Linked DNA regions of Triticum aestivum: region 1 is linked to region 2. A link is a contact called in public Hi-C data. All regions are on one chromosome and are shown on one strand. Each heading gives the region's core, a stretch centred on a gene start, on an enhancer-like site or on the middle of the called end of the contact. The rest is flanking DNA. Distances are from core to core; before and after follow the strand shown. Region 1 holds the start of LOC123165805 (leucine-rich repeat protein 2). Region 2 holds the start of LOC123167890 (choline monooxygenase, chloroplastic).

Region 1 (6,882 bases), core at 1,406-3,905, 130 kb after region 2:
GGTGGGATATCAATGGTTCATTCATGTTAGCTCCAACAGAAAAGCATTAAAATTACTAGTTTGGTTCAGTTAAGTTGAATCTGATTGTTCGGAAGCATTAAAATATTGGATCCAAATGATACAGATTACCACTGATCCAAATGATACAGATTACCACTGATTCATGTATGCAAAGTAGCCTCGTCTCCTGTAACGGGTTGTCCTCGCTACAATTGCTGCCACCATCCGGGCAACTGCTGGAGCTCATGTTTATCGATGTCACTTAACATTGTGCCACTGTACATATTGTACATTTCATGGATGAATAAAGTCTTCATATTGTTTTGCACTACAATGCTTGTACTTCAACCATACTAACATAGCAAAGAGATGTGGATCGTTTGTAGATAAAACTTGAGATACATTCTTCATCAGCTCGGATTTAGTTCCGAACTGGCAAAGGCTTGCTAAGTGGACCCAAGCGGTCAGCTTAGCTGCGGTACTAAGCAGCTTATTACAATTTACAATACGGCAATAACAATCGATCAAGCTAAGACTTCTCACACCCCATTCTTTTCCTTCTGCGGTCTGAGTACCGAACGCAGACCCTATGCTCACATACCTTCTTCATCTTCTGCTGCATGTATCGCAAGCCATACATGTTGTAGTGCTAGGCTCCATACTATTTGTTGTACTACTATATTTTTTTTGCCTTCCTTCCACGTGCATTGTCGTGTGCGTCGGCGCTTCCTAGCATCCAAAGTCATAGGAAACCAATCCTTGCAGCTCTGGGCCGTTCAGCCTGCTGTTGTTCTCGAAGCTGGAAAAATAACAGTTATGTCTTATTAGCCATTCATCGCATCAACCCGATATGAGAGCTATCAACTTATGAATGACTGAGCAGTCGGAAAAAAAAGTCATGAGACACGACCTCAAATACCATCATCATAACATTTCTAGTATATGCAATCATGAAAAACTAGACCATCGCCCTTACGAATTACAGTACAAATGTCTGAGCTTTTTAGGACTCCAGATGCACATTGGTTCCACAAAACATGCTAGTGGCCTTTGAGATATACCTTCGAAGAGGGAAGCTTGAGAATGGACCATCGACGGGGATCGTCCCACATAAGTCATTGTTAGACAAATCACTGCATGTCACAATGACTTAAAGTCAGCGACCATAGAGAATCAACAGCACAACTAAATCTGGTATACATATGTTAAGATGCACACTCACATGACTTTCAGGTTGGAGAGTTTGGCCAGCTCCCGTGGAATTGATCCAGCAAGTTTGTTGTTGTTCAAACGCCTATAAGAAATTGCTTTAGTATTCACTTGGGGAAAATTGTTCATATATGAATTAAGAGAGACAAACTTAGGCCCTTTTCATACATTTAATGCTTAACTATGCCAAAAGCAAAATTTTAAATTGCATTTCAGTTTATTCAGAATTACGGGCACAACTTCCCAGCCATTTTGGGTATATCACTTGGACTAAAGAAAGATGCCATGAATTAGTACTAGTTTTTTTAGAGGGGGCATTTGTAGTTATGTGCTGTGGAGGAATTAAGTGCAATCAGAGAATAATACATACATGAATCTCAGTGAGCCGAGCTTGGAAAGCGACTTGGGGATTCTTCCGGTAAGCTTATTGGCATACAGATCCAAGCTGATCAAATTCTTCAGCTTGCCCAACTCTTTTGGAATCTCGCCATTGAGGTTGTTCCTGTACAGCTCCCTGCAAATCAAGTTTCGATTGAGAAAACCAAACCATTTTGTTCCGTCCGACTAACACAAACGGTGGAATTCATCATCGTAGGGGCACATACAGGTACTGAAGATTAACAAGGCGGCTGAGCTCGGGGCCGATGGAGCCGGAGACGTTGGAGTTGCCTAAATCCCTGCACAAATTTGCCACAAAGACCGTCAGACAACACGGTCATCCAACCAGCAGGATGCAATATTGTTGAACTATGACAGACAGACGCCATGTTATTGATTACGCTTGCAAGTTATTCATTTTTTTCATAAAAAATCGGCCCTTCTGAACAGTGATGTGATTATTCAGTTATTGCTTAAGCTAGCTATCTCCCTTGAACAAGAAGCAAGTCGAAGACCAAAGAGCATCAATATCCTTGACACTTGCCAGCACGCAAGCAAAAATAATAAAAAATTGAGCAAGCAATTTGACCTAGTAACCAAAATCGAGCTGGGATTCTGGGCCAATCTGAGCAAGCGCGGGGAAACCCTGGAAGATGAAAGCTTGATTGGGCGGAGCTGGGCGAGAGGGAGAGGGGAAGGGCTGTCGCTTACAGGCGGACGACGCGGCTGGCGGTGTCGCAGGTGACGTGGAACCAGGTGCAGGGGTTGACGAGGGTGGGATCCCAGCTCTGGAGCACGCCGTTGGGGTCCGACAGCCGCATCCGCAGCGCGTACAGCGCGTCCCCCTCCTCGTTGGACGCCCGCGCCGCGCCGGCCGCCAGGCCCAGCAGCAGGGCGGCGCCGACGAGGAGGAGGGAGGAGGAGGGCACGCGAGGCGCCATGGCGGCGAGGAGAGGCCGGGCGCGGGGTAGATCGACGGGGCTGCTGCTGCTCTCCTCTGCTCTGCTGTAGCGTGGGAGGAGGGGGAGGAGGACGGGCGGTTGTGGAAATGGGGAAGGCGCTGCGTGACCGAGTGGTGTGGTCAATACGGCAAAAGGAGGGTACGAGTCCACGGTCAAACTTTGGACGGAGCACGCGGAGGAATCAATTTATCTGCAGAGGCTCACTGGGGTGGAAGCTGCGTCAGTAATGAAAAGTGAGGAGGACACAAGGTAGAGAATAAAAGAAAAAAAGCTGGAACGGACCGATCAAAAAGCTTGTACATGGGGCTGAAAGATACGATGCAGGCGAAAGCAATTTCATGATCTCACGAACCATGATGCGGCAAAATTTCATGTTTTGACCCTTTTGAAGAAGCTGTTGATCCTCGCTTGCAAAAATTTCGAAATCTGATCCTTTTCCTACTGCCAAGGGACATGGCGGTAGGGTATAACAGCCTACGGTCAAGCTTCATGGCAGTAGGGTTGCACGCCCTGCCGCAAAAAAATTCTAAGTTTCAGACACAATGCGTGTGCACACCTATCGTCGTGCACCTTGGCGGTAGGGTTACACATGCTACCGCCATTTCCTGTGGCGGTAGGGATGCATTGCGCTGACGTGGTCAAGTTCCTTACCGACAGGGGCCTTGATGGTAGGCTGCTATACCCTACCGCCATACTCCCTGGCGGTAGGGAAAGGGTCAGATCCCAATTTTTTTTGTAAATTAGGGTGAACAACTTCTTCAAAAGGGTCAAAACACGAAATTTAGCCCCATGATGCCGAAGTTATACACATCAGACCTCACTGAGAATTTCCTACTAGACATGATATGCTCAGGATCCATATAACCACCGCAAGATTAAAGTTGAATTTACATCTGAATTGCAAAAAATCTTTAAAGTCTCGATAGAACATTTAAAATCGAAGTCTCAGTGAATATAGTTTTAGAGAAAATAGACCTCGGCTCGAGGCATTTTCTCTACCCCTTTCTTACCCTGAAAAAACAGGGTCACCGACCAAGCTATTTGTTGGCATGTACTCGTAGACAAGAATCATCTCTTTCTTGTTGAATTTGAAACCCCAGAGATCCCTTTTCCCTTTGAATGCAAAACCAAAGTGACCTAATTACATTTCTGTTTTGAAGATTTGCAATTATTTCAATCTCAATAGTGAATTCTGTTGAGCCTTGAGTTGATGATGATGTGAATCTTTTGACGGCAATCTCAGTCCCGCTAGATAGTTTTCCCCAAAACATCCATATCAAGTTCGAGAAACAAATATCAACTTCTCTTTGGTGGACGAAGAAAGACAGATGTATCTAGCCCCTCTTTTCACTAAGCACGGCATATCTAAAGACTCAAGGGATCTCAAGACTCTTATTTACAATACAGGAAATCAAAAGTGAATATAATCTGAGTACATAATGGAACATAACCGATCAAAATTTAGGCTCATGATAGAAAATAACGCCACTATGAAAGACACGTACAATCTTATCTGATTCCCCTTCATCATTTTGTTAAGGGTAGTAGCCTAGTAGTGTGTGGGTGTACTTTAACTGCCTAAAAAGAAACAATAATAGAATAACTAAGGCTGCTTCATAAATGACATAAAGGATAATAGTACCTTGTAAACACAACCAAAAGCACTGTATCCAACCACGTTATCCAATTTAAATTTTATGTAAACTTTTCGACCTGGGAGAGTTAGAATAGAATGACAACCGTCGTGAACGTCCTTCTTCAAGTAGGTTCTTGCCCATAGCAACTCCTTTGATCCATAGAGCTCAAATTTGTTTATAGTGGAATGGCAACAGTCGTGAAAAAAGTTGAAACAAATTGGTTGGTATTTAAATTGGGCCAACCTGATCATTAAGTTAACATGAGCTCGGATTTGTTTATAGTGGAATAGGGGGAATAGAACTGAACAAGCACAAATTTCATTTATAATAATAATACTTAACAAAAGCATGTGCTCTGAATTACATAACCAAAACAACATTATTTTGAGTAGGACCCATCCCTACTCCTCATTTTCTAAATAACGAAGCAAACTAAGACAACAAACTAAAAAAACAAAATTATATTGTGCAATATAGAATGTTTCTTTGGAGAAGACCTAAATGTGTAACTGGTGAATATAATTACCCCGCAAAAAAATAATGAATATAATTACTTGATAATTGTTCTTTATTATATCTGTCAAGTTCTTATTTGCTCCCTAAAGTCTTGATTCAACAATCTCAGTTGCGGCTTAAATCCTGAAATTTGTAATCCAATGCATAAAGAAATAAGATGTAAGCTTCTGGGGATAACATTCAAGTGTTGTGATTAATGAAAGAGGTAATATCACTAGTAGTCATAGAACTTGCGCTGCATGTTCAGTTTGATGCTAAAACTTTAAAAATACAGATTTATAGTCATCTAACTTGTTGTTTGGTGCAAATACGGTGCTTTGTACTATATCCGGACGTACAACGGCCAGCCTGCGTGGCATGCCAGCATGGGGTGCCCACATGTCTTTGGGTGGGAGTAAAAAAAAATCAGATAACTCCCTGAATTATTTTAATTACATAAAAAGCCTAGGTGAGACCCACTGTCAGTAAACAGTATACAAGAGAAAAATAAGAGGTGACGGGGATCGATCCCAAGACCTACTGGAGGTGCTAGCACACTGTCAACAAGCGTGCCCAATGACATCCGATGGGTGCTAACGATAACGAGGTTTTATATACTGTCAGCTCTAATGTTCTATAATCACTGTAGCCCATTATATTATGCACCTTTGAATTTTGTTTAGAAATTTGTATGTAAATTATGATCTCAGTAGTAAAAATAATGTTTAAATTTTCGTGTGTTATATTGTAAATACAAACAAAATAAATTTCTTTCCAAACTGTTCATGTATTATTTAAAAATATTTATATATTGAAAACAATATATTTATGACTTAGATTTGTTTTGTATAATTTAAAATAATACAAATATTTGTAAAATTAGAATTTAGAAATATTAATTTAACTATACAAACATTTCAATAATTATACGCACATTTGCACAGTTCAATGTTCGTAAAAATATTCATAATTTAAAATTTAAATTGTTGACATGAATATTCAGTCGTGTCTAACATAACACACATGTTTATATTTTGATGTTTTATTCACTAATCACCCTTTGTATGTATAATATCTTAAAAAGTTTCTTAAATCATTTTATTACTTATGTTTTACTAAATATTATTTATATAATACGCGGGCTTATATTTTTTTATTAACTAATCATCTTCTGTATGCATAATATTTTGACATGCAAATATTTGAACATAACTTTATTACTTACGCTTTACAAATATCGTAAAGGAAATAGTGTGTGCAAAATAGGCCACAGTATGTGCAGTCCATTTAAGCTCCACATGCATCCTGGTTCAAAAAATATTGTTATCCACATTAGACAATAGAGCTTGAAAGGTGTAGTAGCTATATCGGCTTGTGTTCTACTCGTTGGTCACGGGTTCGATACCTAGCGGCTCCCTTTATGTTAATTTTCTCATCTATGAGTAGTACAGTTTTTGTATCATATTTTTAAATTTAAATTTTACAAATATTTATATTATTTTTAATTATACAAACATTTTTGTAATATGTATATCACAATTTACATACAAAATTCTAAAAAAAATAAAGGTGCAAAATGAGCTTGATCGTAGCCCATTAGAGCAACTCCAAAGGGCCGACCCATTTCGTCCGCCTACATCCGTTTGGGTCGGCGCAGACAAAAGTGGCGGCCCAACGCGCCGACCTAAACCCAAATCACGTCCGCGTCGACGCATTTGGCCCCAAATGCGTCGGCGCGGACGCCGAACGGACGCTACGCGCGCCTTCTCGTTGTCCGCCGCGTCCCTACATGGCGGCCGTCCAACTACCCGCTGCCTACGCGGTCAGCTTAATTTCTGACCACGGGCTCACGCGTCAGCGACGGCGCTCGTCGTTTTTTAAGCCGACCGCGTGGCGGGGCCGTCCTCATCCAAACTCGCCGTCCACATCTAGCAAGCTTTGCTCCCCTGTCGCCGGCAAACCCTAGCCACCACAACCACAGCGAGATGGGGCTCTTCTCCGGCGCCAGCAGCAACAAGGCCAAGGGCAAGGCCTCCGCCACCCCTTTCCCCTTAGAGTTCCTCCCGCCTCCGCCGGCGCCTCGCCCGCAAAGGCAGCGCGTGAACGTGCCAGTGCATCAGGCGGAATGGCACTGGCGGCACCGCCAGCCTCTGCCGTACCCCGACGTGACCCTGCCGCACGACTGGCATTTGGTCCAGATA
Region 2 (6,372 bases), core at 84-2,583:
AGCCAAATATTTTTGGCAAATTCAGTTGCAGATTACATGGTGGGAAGTTCTAGAAATATTATAAGAACACTTACACTTATAAAAGGTTTGCACATCAGATACTGTAGAAAGTGTAGAATTTATTCAGGTCGAAGAAGCATTAAAGCAAGATGCAATCACCTTCCAGTGAAGAAATCATTTGGGTTCTTGACTTGTCCTATGTGACCTGGAAAAGAAGCATGCAAGTCGGCACCATGTAACCTCTCAGTAAGGAACTACAGAGTTTAACTAATGAAAACAGATAAACACAAATTGTACTAATGGTATTCCTTCCATTGATTAATATAAGGCATAAATTCTAAAGATTGTTTGAACAAATATAGGGCATACATGTAAAAGTAAATGATGTTTCCCAACTATTCCCCTATTTAATTTCTTTCCCATTTGCATTTGTTCATCGCCACCGCCCACCCACACCACATATTGTCTAATATTTTTCCAAATCAAGTACGGGAGTCCTAGGAGAGGGTACTTGAAAGATTTATATAACACAACAGACAGAGTAAAGCAATCAGTGAGTCATTGGCACACTAGAAAATGTCGGGCAGTAACCAGTAAACATTGAAGTGAGCAATGTTATCAACGATATCGCAATTCGCTATGAGCCAGCGAGGCTCAAGTGGACGGTCACTCCAGGAGTCCAGTCCAGGAACTCCTGTTACAAAACTAGAAATATGTTAACATTTCGATAGGAAGTGATTTACTCCCATACGGGCACCTTGCCCATGATCCCAATTAGTTAGTCACGGGACCTGATCGCCAAAGACCTGGACTATCCATTTCAAGCTAGTGAACACTCAGCCGTCAGTGCAACTGTCACTGTGTGCAGAAAAGTAATCTGTCGCCAATGAAACAGCCAGCGACTGTTCCTCCTGAAAATTGGAAGGAAATTTCCAGGGAATCGAGTGCGCGTACCAACGGCCTGCCACCCGCGGAGGAAGACGCGGTCGAGCTCGAGCCGGAGGAACCCCGGGTCGGTGTACCACCCGCTCGGCGGCGTCACCGCGGAGGCCAGCGGGATCGCCGGGTCGAACTCGACGGCGAGCCGCCGCGCGGGCTCGCCCGACGCCGACGCCGACGCCGCGGCGGCCACGCGGGACGGCGCGGCGCGGCGGGCCCTGGCGCGGGCGGCTACGGAGGACGACAGGGCTAGGGATTGCGCGATCGCCATCGCCGGCCCTGGCAAGCCGCGTGCGGGTTGGGAGGAATTGGAGTGGGGGAGTAGCCGGCCGGCCGTCAGTGCCTTCCCCTGCGTTTTGTCGTTCTCGGTTGGTGCTCTGCTTAGCGATGGACGAGGAAAAAGTTTTTTTTTTTGAAGAATCAAGAAAGGAGCTCGTTCGTAGGTTCTCGCTGTACGTTCTGCGGAATAAACAACAGGCCACCGCCAGGTTGGCTGGGCCAAGAAAAAGGCTTGGTTGCTTCCGTCAGCCTTTCCCTAAGAAAACAAAGATTGGCCAGGCCTTATTGCAAAAGATTGAGGTTTAACTTGGGCCCATTCGGCCTGGTTCTTCTGGGCTAAACCCTGGTCATTCTTCGGGACGGGCAGGTTTCAGGGCATGAACCAAGGGGCATCACCTAGGTGTGGTCTGTTCTCAAAAAAAAAAAAAAAAACCTAGGTGTGGTCTCAGCCTTCACCTAAGAAAAAAATTGGTGAGGCCACCGGATGGATATTTCCCATCCAACACAAGCACCATCTCCTAGTGGTCCACCTATCTCTCTCCATGACTACCTTTTTTACTTTGGATCCAAACAAAAGTAGCTCTCTCTCCTTCATTCCTTTCTTTCTCTTTGCTTTTTGCAGTGAGGCAATCGGTTCTTCTGCAAGAGCCCGCTTGGTTCTGCAAGCGACTGCCTTTTTGATTTTCTCCTCCACGCGAGCTGCTTGTCCGACGTGTATCCGCCGAGCACCTTGATACATCTCCAGCGTATTTATAACTTATAAAGTATACATGCTATTATATTATCAACCTTGGATGTTTTATATGCATTTATATGCTATTTTATATGGTTTTTGGGACTAACCTATTAACCTAGAGCCCAATGCCAGTTTCTGTTTTTTCCTTGCTTTTAGAATATCGCAGAAAAGGGAAACCAAACGGAGCCCAATTGACCTGAAACTTGACGGCGCTTTTTTGGACCAGAAAAAGGCCATGGAGTAAAAGAGTTGGGCCAGAAGAGTCCCGGGCTGCCCACGAGGGTGGGAGGCATGCCCACCCCCTAGGCGCGCCCCCTACCTCGTGGACAGCCCGGAAAACCCCTTGACTTGTTCTCGACGCCAAAACCTCTTATATATATTTATACATATATATATATATATATACATACATATATATATATATACATATATATATATATATATATATATATATATATATATATATATATAAACCTCCAGAAATTAACCTAGATCGAAAGTTCCGCCGCCGCAAGCCTCTGTAGCCACGAGATTTTTTTTCGAGAAAACGCAAAAGAGTTGCGTTTCATTGCATTGAACAGGAAGACATCGGGGGTACAACCTCCAGAAAGGAGGGACACACACACACGCACACGCACACGCACACACACACACAAACGATCGTCCTCACCAAGTGACTACAGCTAGGTGAGGAGGTGCCCTCAACTACAGACACGCAACGACATTAGGCCTCGCCTAGCCTTGCCTCTAGCCAAAATGGCGAAGCACCGAGACTCGGAGCAACAGGGTAGCATCACTGCCATTGCCAGGCACTTTCAGGGACGAATGCAGCTTCAGGACTGCCCAAGCCGACGTACCTCGCACCCATGTGCCTAGAGAGTCGGCGGGTGAAAAGCAGGGCCTGATTGGAACTGGTGTAGCATTCATTGGGGAGCGCCGGCGCAGGCAAACGTTGCGACCTGCTCCTTGTGTAGCAGTCTACGCCAGAGCGATGCATCGCCAACCACCATCTGCCGCATCAAGTACTCCACTTGCAGCCAAAGCAGCGCCATCAAGAGGGGAACAGCGTTGAGACGCCGCCGCTGCCCGGTCCGGGAGGCCGGACCTAGGATTTCTCCCGGTGTTCGAGGAGGAGGTCCGGTCAGGGTCATGCCAACGCCTCCAAGGAGGTGACGGCACCCTCGGGCGTCGCCGTTGACAGCGCAGGCCGTCGCCGCGCGGGGATTTCGCCCCGACCCAAGAACGAAGACCTCAGATGCAATGGCAGACCGGGCATGGCGAAGAATCGTCGTAGAAGACCAACACACATGGGGGAAGGCTAGAAACGTTGTCGTCGCAGGAGTGGGCACCGACCAGCGCAGCTCCAGCAGGCCGGCCACCGCCGGGAGCGCGTCCAGCAGGTGGCAGCAGCCACCTGCACCGCGCCGCCACCGCGCTGGCCCCCAGCCTCCGCCGCCAGGATCCGCCGGGGCACAGAGGAGCAGCAACCGTCAGGGTCGCCGCACGCGTGCTTACTAACCCAGCGGCAACCGCCGGCGGCGGCCGGGAGGGGTGGGAGGAGGGAGAGGGGTGGGTGGGGGCAGAGTGATTGTCGCCGGCCTGGGCGGGCTCGTGCGGCCCAGATCTGGGCGCCCTCAACTCTGCCGCACGCATCAGCGGCCGGCGGCCGCCATGGCAGCGCCACCTCGCACGCAGTCCACGCCATCTCTACCTCCCCGCGAGCAGACGGCCGCCCGCCGCTCCAGCGCGCCCAGCAGAAGCGCGCGAGCACGCGAACGAGGGCCCCGCCGCCGCCGTCCACCGGTGAGGGCTTTGCCCGCCGGCATCCTCCGGCGACGGCGAGGGAAGGGAGGGGAAGGAGGGGAGCCTGGGCGGCGGCTAGGGTTTCGCCTCCCGAGTCGCCCTGGGAGCGACGCGGGGGCTCGAGGGGCTCCCAAAACCGACGGGGTAGCCACGAGAAATCAATCTAGGCCCTCTCTGGCACCCTGCCGGAGGGGGCCATCATCACCAGAGGCCATGGAGGAGGATCCCGGAGGGGCCATCATCTCCATGAAGGCCAAGGACCAGAGGAAGAACCTCTCCCCATCTAGGGGGGAGGCCATGGCGGAGGAAGCACAAGGGGGAGAACCTCTCCTCCTTTCTCTCGGTGGCGCCGGAGTGCCATCGGGAGGGGAATAATCGCTGCGGTGATTGTCTTCATTGTTGGGGAACGTAGTAATTTCAAAAAAAATTCTACACACACGCAAGATCATGGTGATGCATAACAACGAGAGGGGAGAGTGTGTCCACGTACCCTCGTAGACCGAAAGCGGAAGCGTTAGCACAACGCGGTTGATGTAGTCGTACGTCTTCACGATCCGACCGATCAAGTACCGAACGCACGGCACCTCCGAGTTCTGCACACGTTCAACTCGATGACGTCCCTCAAACTCTGATCCAGCCGAGTGTTGAGGGAGAGTTTCGTCAGCACGACGGCGTGGTGACGATGATGATGTTCTACCGATGCAGGGCTTCGCCTAAGCACTGCTACAATATTATCGAGGTGGACTATGGTGGAGGGGGCACCGCACACGGCTAAGAGATCCAAAGGATCAATTGTTGTGTCTCCAAGGGGTGCCCCCCTCCCCGTATATAAAGGACTGGAGGAGGGGGAGGGCCGGCCCTCTCTATGGCGCACCCTAGGAGGAGTCCTACTCCCATCGGGAGTAGGATTCCCCCCTTCCAAGTAGTAGGAGTAGGAGTCAAGGAAAGGGGAGAAAGAAGAGAAGGAAGGAGGGGGCGCAGCCCCTCCCCCTAGTCCAATTCGGACTAGGCCTTGGGGGGCGCCCAGCCTCTCCTCTCTCTTTCCCCTAAAGCCCAATAAGGCCCAGATACTCCCCGGCGAATTCCCGTAACTCTTCAGTACTCCGAAAAATACCCGAATCACTCGGAACCTTTCCGATGTCCTAATATAGTCGTCCAATATATCGATCTTTACGTCTCGACCATTTCGAGACTCCTCGTCATGTCCCCGATCTCATCTGGGACTCTGAAATACCTTCGGTACATCAAAACACATAAACTCATAATATAACCGTCATCGAACTTTAAGCGTGCGGACCCTGCGGGTTCGAGAACAATGTAGACATGACCGAGACACGTCTCCGGTCAATAACCAATAGCGGAACCTGGATGCTCATATTGGCTCCCACATATTCTACGAAGATCTTTATCGGTCAAACCGCATAACAACATACGTTGTTCCCTTTGTCATCGGTATGTTACTTGTCTGAGATTCGATCGTCGGTATCTCAATACCTAGTTCAATCTCGTTACCGGCAAGTCTCTTTACTCATTCTGTAATACATCATCCCGCAGCTAACTCATTAGTTACAATGCTTGCAAGGCTTATAGTGATGTGCATTACTGAGTGGGCCCAGGGATACCTCTCCGACAATCGGAGTGACAAATCCTAATCTCGAAATACGCCAACCCAACAAGTACCTTCGGAGACACCTGTAGAGCACCTTTACAATCACCCAGTTACGTTGTGACGTTTGGTAGCACACAAAGTGTTCCTCCGGTAAATGGGAGTTGCATAATCTCATAGTCATAGGAACATGTATAGGTCATGAAGAAAGCAATAGCAACATACTAAACGATCGAGTGCTAAGTTAACGGAATGGGTCAAGTCAATCACATCATTCTCCTAACGATGTGATCCCATTAATCAAATGACAACTCTTTGTCTATGGCTAGGAAACATAACCATCTTTGATCAACGAGCTAGTCAAGTAGAGGCATACTAGTGACACTGTTTGTCTATGTATTCACACATGTATCATGTTTCCGGTTAATATAATTCTAGCATGAATAATAAACATTTATCATGAAATAAGGAAATAAATAATAACTTTATTATTGCCTCTAGGGCATATTTCCTTCATTCATCAACATCACCATCATCATCACCATCCTCATCTATTTTACGCGGTCCACTCTCCCGCACCCCGCTGTAATCCCTACTTGAACATGGTGCATTATGCCACATATTATGATCCAATGATGTGTTGCCATCCTATGATGTTTTGAGTAGATATCCTTTGTCTTTGGGTTGATTGATGATCTAGATTGGTACGAGTTGTATGTTTTATTTTGGTGCTGTCCTATTGTGCCCACCGTGTCGCGCAAGCGTGAGGGATTCCCGCTGTAGGGTGTTGCAATACGTTCATGATTCGCGTAAACCCGAGTAAGGGAGTTGTTGCGTATGGGAATAAAAAGGACTTGATGCTTTAATGTTATGGTTGGGTTTTACCTTAATGATCTTTAGTAGTTGCAGATGCTTGCTAGAGTTCCAATCATAAGTGCATATGATCCAAGAAGAGAAAGTATGTTAGCTTATGCCTCTCCCTCATATGAAATTGCAATGACGACTATCG

Evidence for each region. A called contact is a pair of places that touch in the nucleus more often than the background predicts.
Region 1: a Hi-C map of leaf shows a contact between it and region 2, with 2.3 times the contacts expected there. The contact joins the promoter of LOC123165805 here to the promoter of LOC123167890 in region 2. A contact is called at or near these places in 2 of 5 Hi-C or Micro-C datasets (both in leaf).

What each region holds. Positions count from the first base shown.
Region 1 is chr7D:537,548,167-537,555,048 of IWGSC CS RefSeq v2.1, forward strand. LOC123165805 (leucine-rich repeat protein 2) reads right to left here and starts at 2,656. Exons shown (of 6, transcript XM_044583536.1): 1 at 2,299-2,656; 2 at 1,815-1,886; 3 at 1,580-1,723; 4 at 1,223-1,294; 5 at 1,062-1,133; 6 at 269-799. The coding sequence starts at 2,528. The coding sequence ends at 730.
Region 2 is chr7D:537,418,305-537,424,676 of IWGSC CS RefSeq v2.1, forward strand. It overlaps LOC123167890 (choline monooxygenase, chloroplastic), which reads right to left and starts at 1,334. Exons shown (of 10, transcript XM_044585752.1): 1 at 955-1,334; 2 at 160-205. The coding sequence starts at 1,210.